Linked DNA regions of Pan troglodytes: region 1 is linked to region 2. A link is a contact called in public capture Hi-C data. All regions are on one chromosome and are shown on one strand. Each heading gives the region's core, a stretch centred on a gene start, on an enhancer-like site or on the middle of the called end of the contact. The rest is flanking DNA. Distances are from core to core; before and after follow the strand shown.

What was found. Capture Hi-C pulls out chosen DNA fragments and counts their contacts.
Region 1: a capture Hi-C map of stem cell-derived neural stem cells shows a contact between it and region 2, with 7 times the contacts expected there. The contact joins two enhancer-like sites. A contact is called at or near these places in 1 of 7 Hi-C or Micro-C datasets (induced pluripotent stem cells) and 1 of 1 other capture datasets (stem cell-derived neural stem cells).

What each region holds. Positions count from the first base shown.
Region 1 is chr5:173,464,136-173,467,455 of NHGRI_mPanTro3-v2.0_pri, reverse strand. All of the region lies in intron 10 of PRKN (parkin RBR E3 ubiquitin protein ligase), which reads left to right. Among named protein-coding and RNA genes, the nearest start is that of AGPAT4, 100 kb to the right of the region's middle. Within about 2 kb of position 1,490, at least 10 of the 24 cell types and tissues checked have an H3K27ac peak or open chromatin away from gene starts, as enhancers often do. A contact at or near this core is called in stem cell-derived neural stem cells, where this site is marked.
Region 2 is chr5:173,247,280-173,250,929 of NHGRI_mPanTro3-v2.0_pri, reverse strand. The region is part of intron 3 of AGPAT4 (1-acylglycerol-3-phosphate O-acyltransferase 4); the gene reads left to right. Among named protein-coding and RNA genes, the nearest start is that of AGPAT4, 110 kb to the left of the region's middle. Within about 2 kb of position 1,494, at least 3 of the 24 cell types and tissues checked have an H3K27ac peak or open chromatin away from gene starts, as enhancers often do. A contact at or near this core is called in stem cell-derived neural stem cells, where this site is marked.

The DNA.
Region 1 (3,320 bases), core at 241-2,740, 220 kb before region 2:
CAGATTTGGGGTCTCATGAGGGACCACTTTTTGGTTTTAGATGACGTCTTCTAGCTATACCCTCAGATGGTAGAAGGGGCAAGGCAGCTCTCTGGGGCCTCACAGGATGAGAGGTGACTGGTTAATGCCCTGTCTTTATAAGGGCACTAATCCCATTCCTGAGGGCTCTGACTTATGACCCAATCACCTTGCAAAGGCCTCACCTCCTAATCCCACCGCCTTGGTGATTAGGTTTCGACATAGGAATCTGGGGAGACAAAAACACTCGGACCATAGCAGTTGCGTTGCTCAAGGCTCTGCTTATTGACAGGGTCTCCCCTCACCACTCTTTCAACCCTAAAGAGGATTACAGGATAGCGACAGTGCATTTTTGGCTTGCAGCCGTATGTTAAGCTAACTCAATTATGAACCAAGCTTGGATCCCTCACTGTGTCATAAGGAATCTCCCCAGCCCGGCCACTACCACCGTGGGGCCATGGTTGTGAGCCCAAGGAGAGGCAGTCACGCCATGGTGTGGATGGCACGGGAGTCTGAGGACCTGCTTGTGCAGCTCGCTCATGCCCCGTGGGCCTGCTTGGGCCTGGGCCTAGATGCCCCACTTCTGTCTTATGACAATTGCTGCACAGATGCTCCAACTCCACAGGGCTCAGTAGCATGCCAGGGGCTCTCTTTCAAATGGTCCATCGTTCTCAGCTGCTGAACCCCCAAAATCTTTGCTGGGATGCTCTCATTGGCCCGCAGGTAGCCCCACGTGACCTCTTTTCCCTCCACAGACACCTGGAATCTACAGGGTCTGCCTGTGTGCACAGCCACAGAGACAGGGCGCTTGCATGCCGCCTGACCCTGCCCTTTGCTCCTCGGGGCCCCACTCAGAGCTTCAGCACTTTCTTCCAACAGTGACAGGCTCCTCTTTGGCCACTGGCAGGAGGGATTCCAGCTCTAACTCCATTTTAGAGTTTGCTTCCTAGGATTATCCAGGCACCAAGTGCCACAGGTTATAGGTTCCCAGGAGAACAGGCTCTGAGACTTGCTGGCAGGGAGTGTCTTGGGGTGCTCTCGACAGCACCTTCAGGAAGAGAAGGAAGCAGAGGTGGAGTCCCACTGCAGTGTGGTTGCCACAGAAGACTGAGGGGAGCCAGAGGTAGGAGGCTAGAGGTGGGCCCTTCGCATCCACCCTCCACCACTGGGCGTGAGCTGCCCCACCGCCGTGATGTGACGGTGTGACCTCAGTCCCAAGGTGGTGGGACTGGGAGCACAGCAGAGCACCCCCTAAAAGGGCCAAACCAGAGACACACCAGGCACCAGGAATCCGGCCAGGGAATACAGAGGAGGGGATGGGCTTGAGGTAGGATCTGCAGAACTTGGCAGTGGATTAGAAGACAGGATGAGAGGAGACGGGTTAATGTTGATGCATGAATGTCTAGCTTAGAACGATGGTGGTGCCATTGGCTGGAAGAGGAGACAGAAACAAAAGCAGGTTGTTCGGGGAGACACACATTCATTGTGGATATCTCAGCTAGGGGTTCAGTGGGGAAAGGAGTGGATGCCTAGACCACCTCAGAGGAGAATCTAGGCTGGAGCCAGCCATCAAGATGCAAGACTGACAATCTCCAACGAACCGCCCCTTATCCATGCTCCCCACACCCACCCCCACCCCTTCCGAGTTACAGTCCAGGAGAGGCTAGGAGGTGCACCTCCCTCAGTGGAGGACACTGAAGCAGCAGTGGCTCCAGGGAGCCGAGATCTTTTGATCTATTTTGCCCCAGCATCTCACCGCAGAGCCGTCTCTCAGCCATTGACTGCCTTCACACACAAATGCAGTCCCAGTATTGGGAGACGGGTGTAATTTATTATTCCCGGAGATCTAGATCCCCGGTTATTTGGGAGTGTATTTTCTGAACCGCTTGTTGGTTTAAGTAAAGCAGGTTTGATGCCACTTCTCTTGAATCCATGACCCTGGACCCGCCGCCTAAGTGGATGTGCAGATGGGATGGAACGGCTGCGACAGATCTCCATTAAAGCCAGCGCGTCGTTCGGGCTTGGCCTTGCGCTGTGAAAAGCTGAGTCAGTGCCAGGACAGCACCCGCCCCTCTGCAGTGCGTTTCCAAGGCGCTCAGCTTGTGTGCGAAGGTTTGCTCTGGGGCAGCAGAAATGGCTCTTGGCAGGTCGTCAAAGGCCCGGTTTCATTTCCTCCTCTCCAGGCAAGTTGCTCAAAGGCTCACAGCCTTTTCGTCGCCTGCCACACAGAGCCAGTAAGATCTACCAAGCTATAAATAATGAAATGAGTGTGTGTTTAGCCGTTTGTAAGTTGCAAAGTATTACAAAATGGTGAAACTTGGGGGTTTGGGTTTTTAAGGCTGAATGCTAAAACTGTCAGGCACTGTGGAGAGAGGAAAGGAAAGATAAGATTGACTGGGATTGAAAGACAAGTGAAGGCATGCTTGCGTGGGTACACACACAGTGGCACCACACGCCTGCCCCTGGAGGCCGATCCTGACCATGCAGACCTGGGGCTGGGGCTCTCCAAGCGCTCTCCTGCACTGCAGAAACCCTTCTTCTCTTCTGGACTGTCACTCCAGCACACGGCAGAGCACCAAGGCTCTGCAACGCACTTCCCTGGGGTGCAGCTTCCGGCCAGGGGCGTCCTCCCTCTGCAGGAGCCTCAGCACCCCCGGGGGGTTCCCTCCACCCCCAGGAGTTCTGCCTTGAGGGGCACGGCCTGCAGGTCCCCTGAGCTCGCTCACCTGTGGGGGTCACAGCCTGCAGGTCCCCTGAGCTCACTCACCTGTGGGGGTCACGGCCTGTGGGTCCCCTGAGTCTTCCTCTGTACGGCCACAGTGCAGCCTCCACCAGATGCCTGCCTGGCCTGACACATGGGACCCTCCTCTGAAAATGATGCTGTCCTGAAGGCTTTTGGATTCCAGAGGGGTTTTAGGATCCCAGCAGAGTTGGTAAAAAAGGTCTGAATGTAAATTCCGAACCAACTTTGCAAGTCTATACCCTTATACCCTGTGTGCTAGACTCCATAAACAAGCAGCTAGAACAAGTTCGCAATGTGGAAAATATTTTTATAGAAACTTATTGTCACAGCTACACACCACACACACACACCACACATATGTCACACATGCCACACACATAAACATAACGCACACATCACACATACACACCACACATATATAACACACATCACACATACACACACACCACACATACACCACACATGCCACACACATACACACATCACACATACACACCACACATATATAACACACATCACACATACACACACATATACATAACGTGCACACCATGCATCA
Region 2 (3,650 bases), core at 245-2,744:
GCTGCCCACCCCACAGTGACATGCCATTTGGTCTGAGACCTTCCCTTGCCCTCTTAGTAAATATGTAATACAGCTGGGCCTGAACACAGATCGAGATGTTGCATTTCTGGCCTGGCACAGTGGCTCATGCCTGTAATTCCAGTGGTTTGGAAGGCCAAGATGGGAGGATGGCTTGAAGCCAGGAATTTGAGACCAGTCTGGGCAACATAGTGAGATCCCTGTCTCTATAAACATAAATCAATAAATAAAACAAATGAAAAATAGCAGCATTGCATTTCTTTGCACAGAGAAAGGTGAGAGGAGGAGAGTGGCATTATCCCTCCTAGGCAGAGTGCCTGTGCGTGAGGGCGCCCATAAAGCCCTGTGCTGCCTCTTTAAACGAAGGATTTTCGATCATGACAACGATAGCAATTGATATACCTTCAAAATACGTGTCCAGCGAGTGTTGATTGTGTGTGGTTTCTCTAGGAGACCGTGTTCATGCAACACAGCATTATTTCACCGCCTTTACCCCAGCTTCTTCATACACATGCACTTGTCAAGGGCTCTTTGGCTGAAGAGAAGTTAGAAGTTTCCAGATATGGAGGGGTATTTTCAGCAGATATGCCCACCGCCATGGTTTTGTCAGCTCTGTAGGGTGGTCTTGCACCCTGCTCACTGCTGGCATCACCTGAGCCTATGGCAGATGCCCAGTGCTGCCCGCCACCATGTGAGTTCATCAGCTCTGCAGGCACAGACCTTGCACTAGGAGTGGGCTGGGACGCCACCCTCTGCCTCTTACCATTCACTGGGTTTGGCAAGTGTGCTGGGATCTGGAATCACATGGATGAGGAACCCGATAATGGTGGCGACCGAGGTAGCAGGCGAACCACTGGCCAGGGCAGGAAGCGGGCAGCTCACGGGACTATGGCTGCACCGCGGGTTCATACCGACTACCATCCTGGAGGTGGGAGCGCATGCTCATCTGTAGAAGTCCGGTCCCACGTTGGACACACCGGGGTCTTCTTCTTTGTTGACCAGGATCCTCTGGCAGTGTCTTTAACAAGCCAGAGTCTGATCCCACCGCTCATAAAGCCAGGGTTGTTGAAAGCTTGGGGCTTCCTCCTCCTCTGTGCGCAGCCCTCAGCAAACGGTCACAGCCTGTGCTGTCTGCTGTACACCGACTTGGTATCATCCCATGAACTGTCCCCCTTTCTCACTCCCATGTGCTCTGTGCTTAGGGCCCTCTGATGCCCCATCTGCCTGTGCTTCCTGCAACTGTTCAGCAAGCACCTATTAGCTATAGGGTACTGGGCGAGGCCAATCGCTCCTATTACTTTCTGCCCTGGGGACGTCCTGTTTTCCCACCTACCCCTGTAACGCCTCTGCTCTGCCTTCCCATCTGCGGGGCTAACGCCATCCCACAAGGGCTGGGCTGTCCGTTCAGAAGAGAAACTGGGAAGGGGCCTTGAGGACCTGTGTCCAGGCGGGGTGGACAAGGGCTTTGTGCAGGGAGCTCCTCTCCCATCTTTGTGTCCTGACAGCCGTGACCATGACCCCTCAAAGCAGAGCCAGTAGTGATCAGTATCCTGCTGCTTCAAGCCTGCATGGTCCTCTTCTCCTCTCCGCACATCTGCATGCCTGTCAAACCCAGAATAGTTTGGGGCCTGGTAAACGGAGGGAGGTTGGCTGGAGGAGGCCAGTCAGGATTACAAGAACCCCGCGTACTCTGCCCCACGTGGATAAAGTCTCTAATTCCAGTCTGAGGTGAATTCTTAGAGAGTGCTTTCATTTAATGTTTGCTTTATGCATTTCCCCTGCAGCTGTGACTAATTGTGGAACAGCATACATTTTGTTTTGAGACTCTCTTGAGATTTTTCTGACAGTGTAAGGTCTACACCATTTTCCTCTCAGCATCAGAGAAGGCAGAAAGCAAGAGAAAGGAATGCAATGTGAGCAAGGCCAGGCACACTTGTGCTACTGCAGTTGGCAAGAATGGAGTCTAATCCCAGCACTTTGGGAGGCCGAGGCAGGTGGATCACCTGAGGTCAGGAATTTGAGACCAACCTGGCCAACATGATGAAACCTTGTCTGTACTAAAAATACAAAAAAAAAAAAAAAAAAAAAAAAAAAAAAAAATTAGCTGGGTGTGGTGGCAGGTGTCTGTAATCCCAGCTACTCCACAGGCTGAGGCGGGAGAATCGCTTGAACCCTGGAGGCGGAGGTTGCAGTGAGCCGAGATTGCACCACTGCACTCCAGCCTGGGCAACAGAGCAAGACTCCATCTCAAAAAAAGAAAAAAAAAGAAAAGCCAGGTATGGTGGCTCACACCTGTAATCCCATCCCAGCACTTTGGGAGACCTGAAGGTCAGGAGTTCGAGACCAGACTAGCCAACATGGTGAAACCCCGTCTCTACTAACAATACAAAAAATTAGCCAGGCACGGTGGCAGGTGCCTGTAATCCCAGCTACTCCAGAGGCTGAGGCAGGAGAATCGCTTGAACCCGGGAGGCAGAGATTGCAGTGAGCTGAGATTGTGCCACTGCATTCCAGCCTGGGCAACAAGAGTGAAACTTCGTCTCAAAAAAAAGAGAATGGAGTCTCTCACCTTTTGATGAACACACACACACACATGCACGCGTGCACACAAACTGATTCATTATTTTGAGCTCCACTCTTTTCTGCATTTTGCTATAACTAGGGACCGATTTCAGAGATTCCAGGCCCATACCATCCTCTCTTGCGCACAGCTTTCTTGCCAGAAGGGGTCTGTACAACAACTTACTGGCAGAGTTTAGTGGCAGAAGTGGAACACAGAAACTGAAAGCTTTCTGCTTCTCCCTTCCCACTAGACTCTGGGCACCTCAAGGCCACAGGTAATCATAACCAGCATTGAGTTCTCGGCACCTGCATAATGCCTGGCATAGGGGGCTTCTTAATCAATACCTTTGCACGGACAGAGCAGCCTTGGGTTGAAGATTCCAATCTGATGCGCTTATGCACCATACATCAGAATGGAGGCTGTGCTATGGGGGGACTTGTGGGGACCCTGGAGTGATAGGGCTGGATGGCTTGTCTTGGCTCCAGGGAACTGAAACATTTGCTACAGTGGCTCCAGCTGGTAGTCAAGAAAACAGTCAAAGGACTCAAAGGCAGGCTGTTTAGCCTGCTTTATTGTTAAGGAACATCTCACCTGTTTTTTGAAGTTCCACTTAAGATACCTCATTTTATATATTTAGTAGAAATAAATGACCTTGGCTCATTTGACTAACTGGTAACCCTACTGGGAAACCTTCATGAATGACTGGACGTTTGCAAACAAAGCTGGCCATAGAGCCTCAGTCCCTGAGGGGTTCCTTGCTGGTGTTAGTGGGGGTGGAGGTGGTGCAGGAGCAGGATACCCTGCTGCTCCCAGCCATGCTGCTCGCAGCACCGGGGTTTGGAATCTTCATCTGAAGCCTTGATGAGTAGCCATTTTGGAGAAAACCTTAACTAGAATGGCCTCATTCCGATCCCTTTTCACCCCAGAGGCTGTGGAGCTTCTGAAGGTCAGGGTCAGAGTACTGGGTCTCAGGCCCTCTCTGCGTCAGCTCTTCCCACCGTCCAGGGTCTCTGCAAGGGCTGGCCCACTTGCCAGAGATGCAGACCAGGTCATGGGGCTGGCTGCTTCC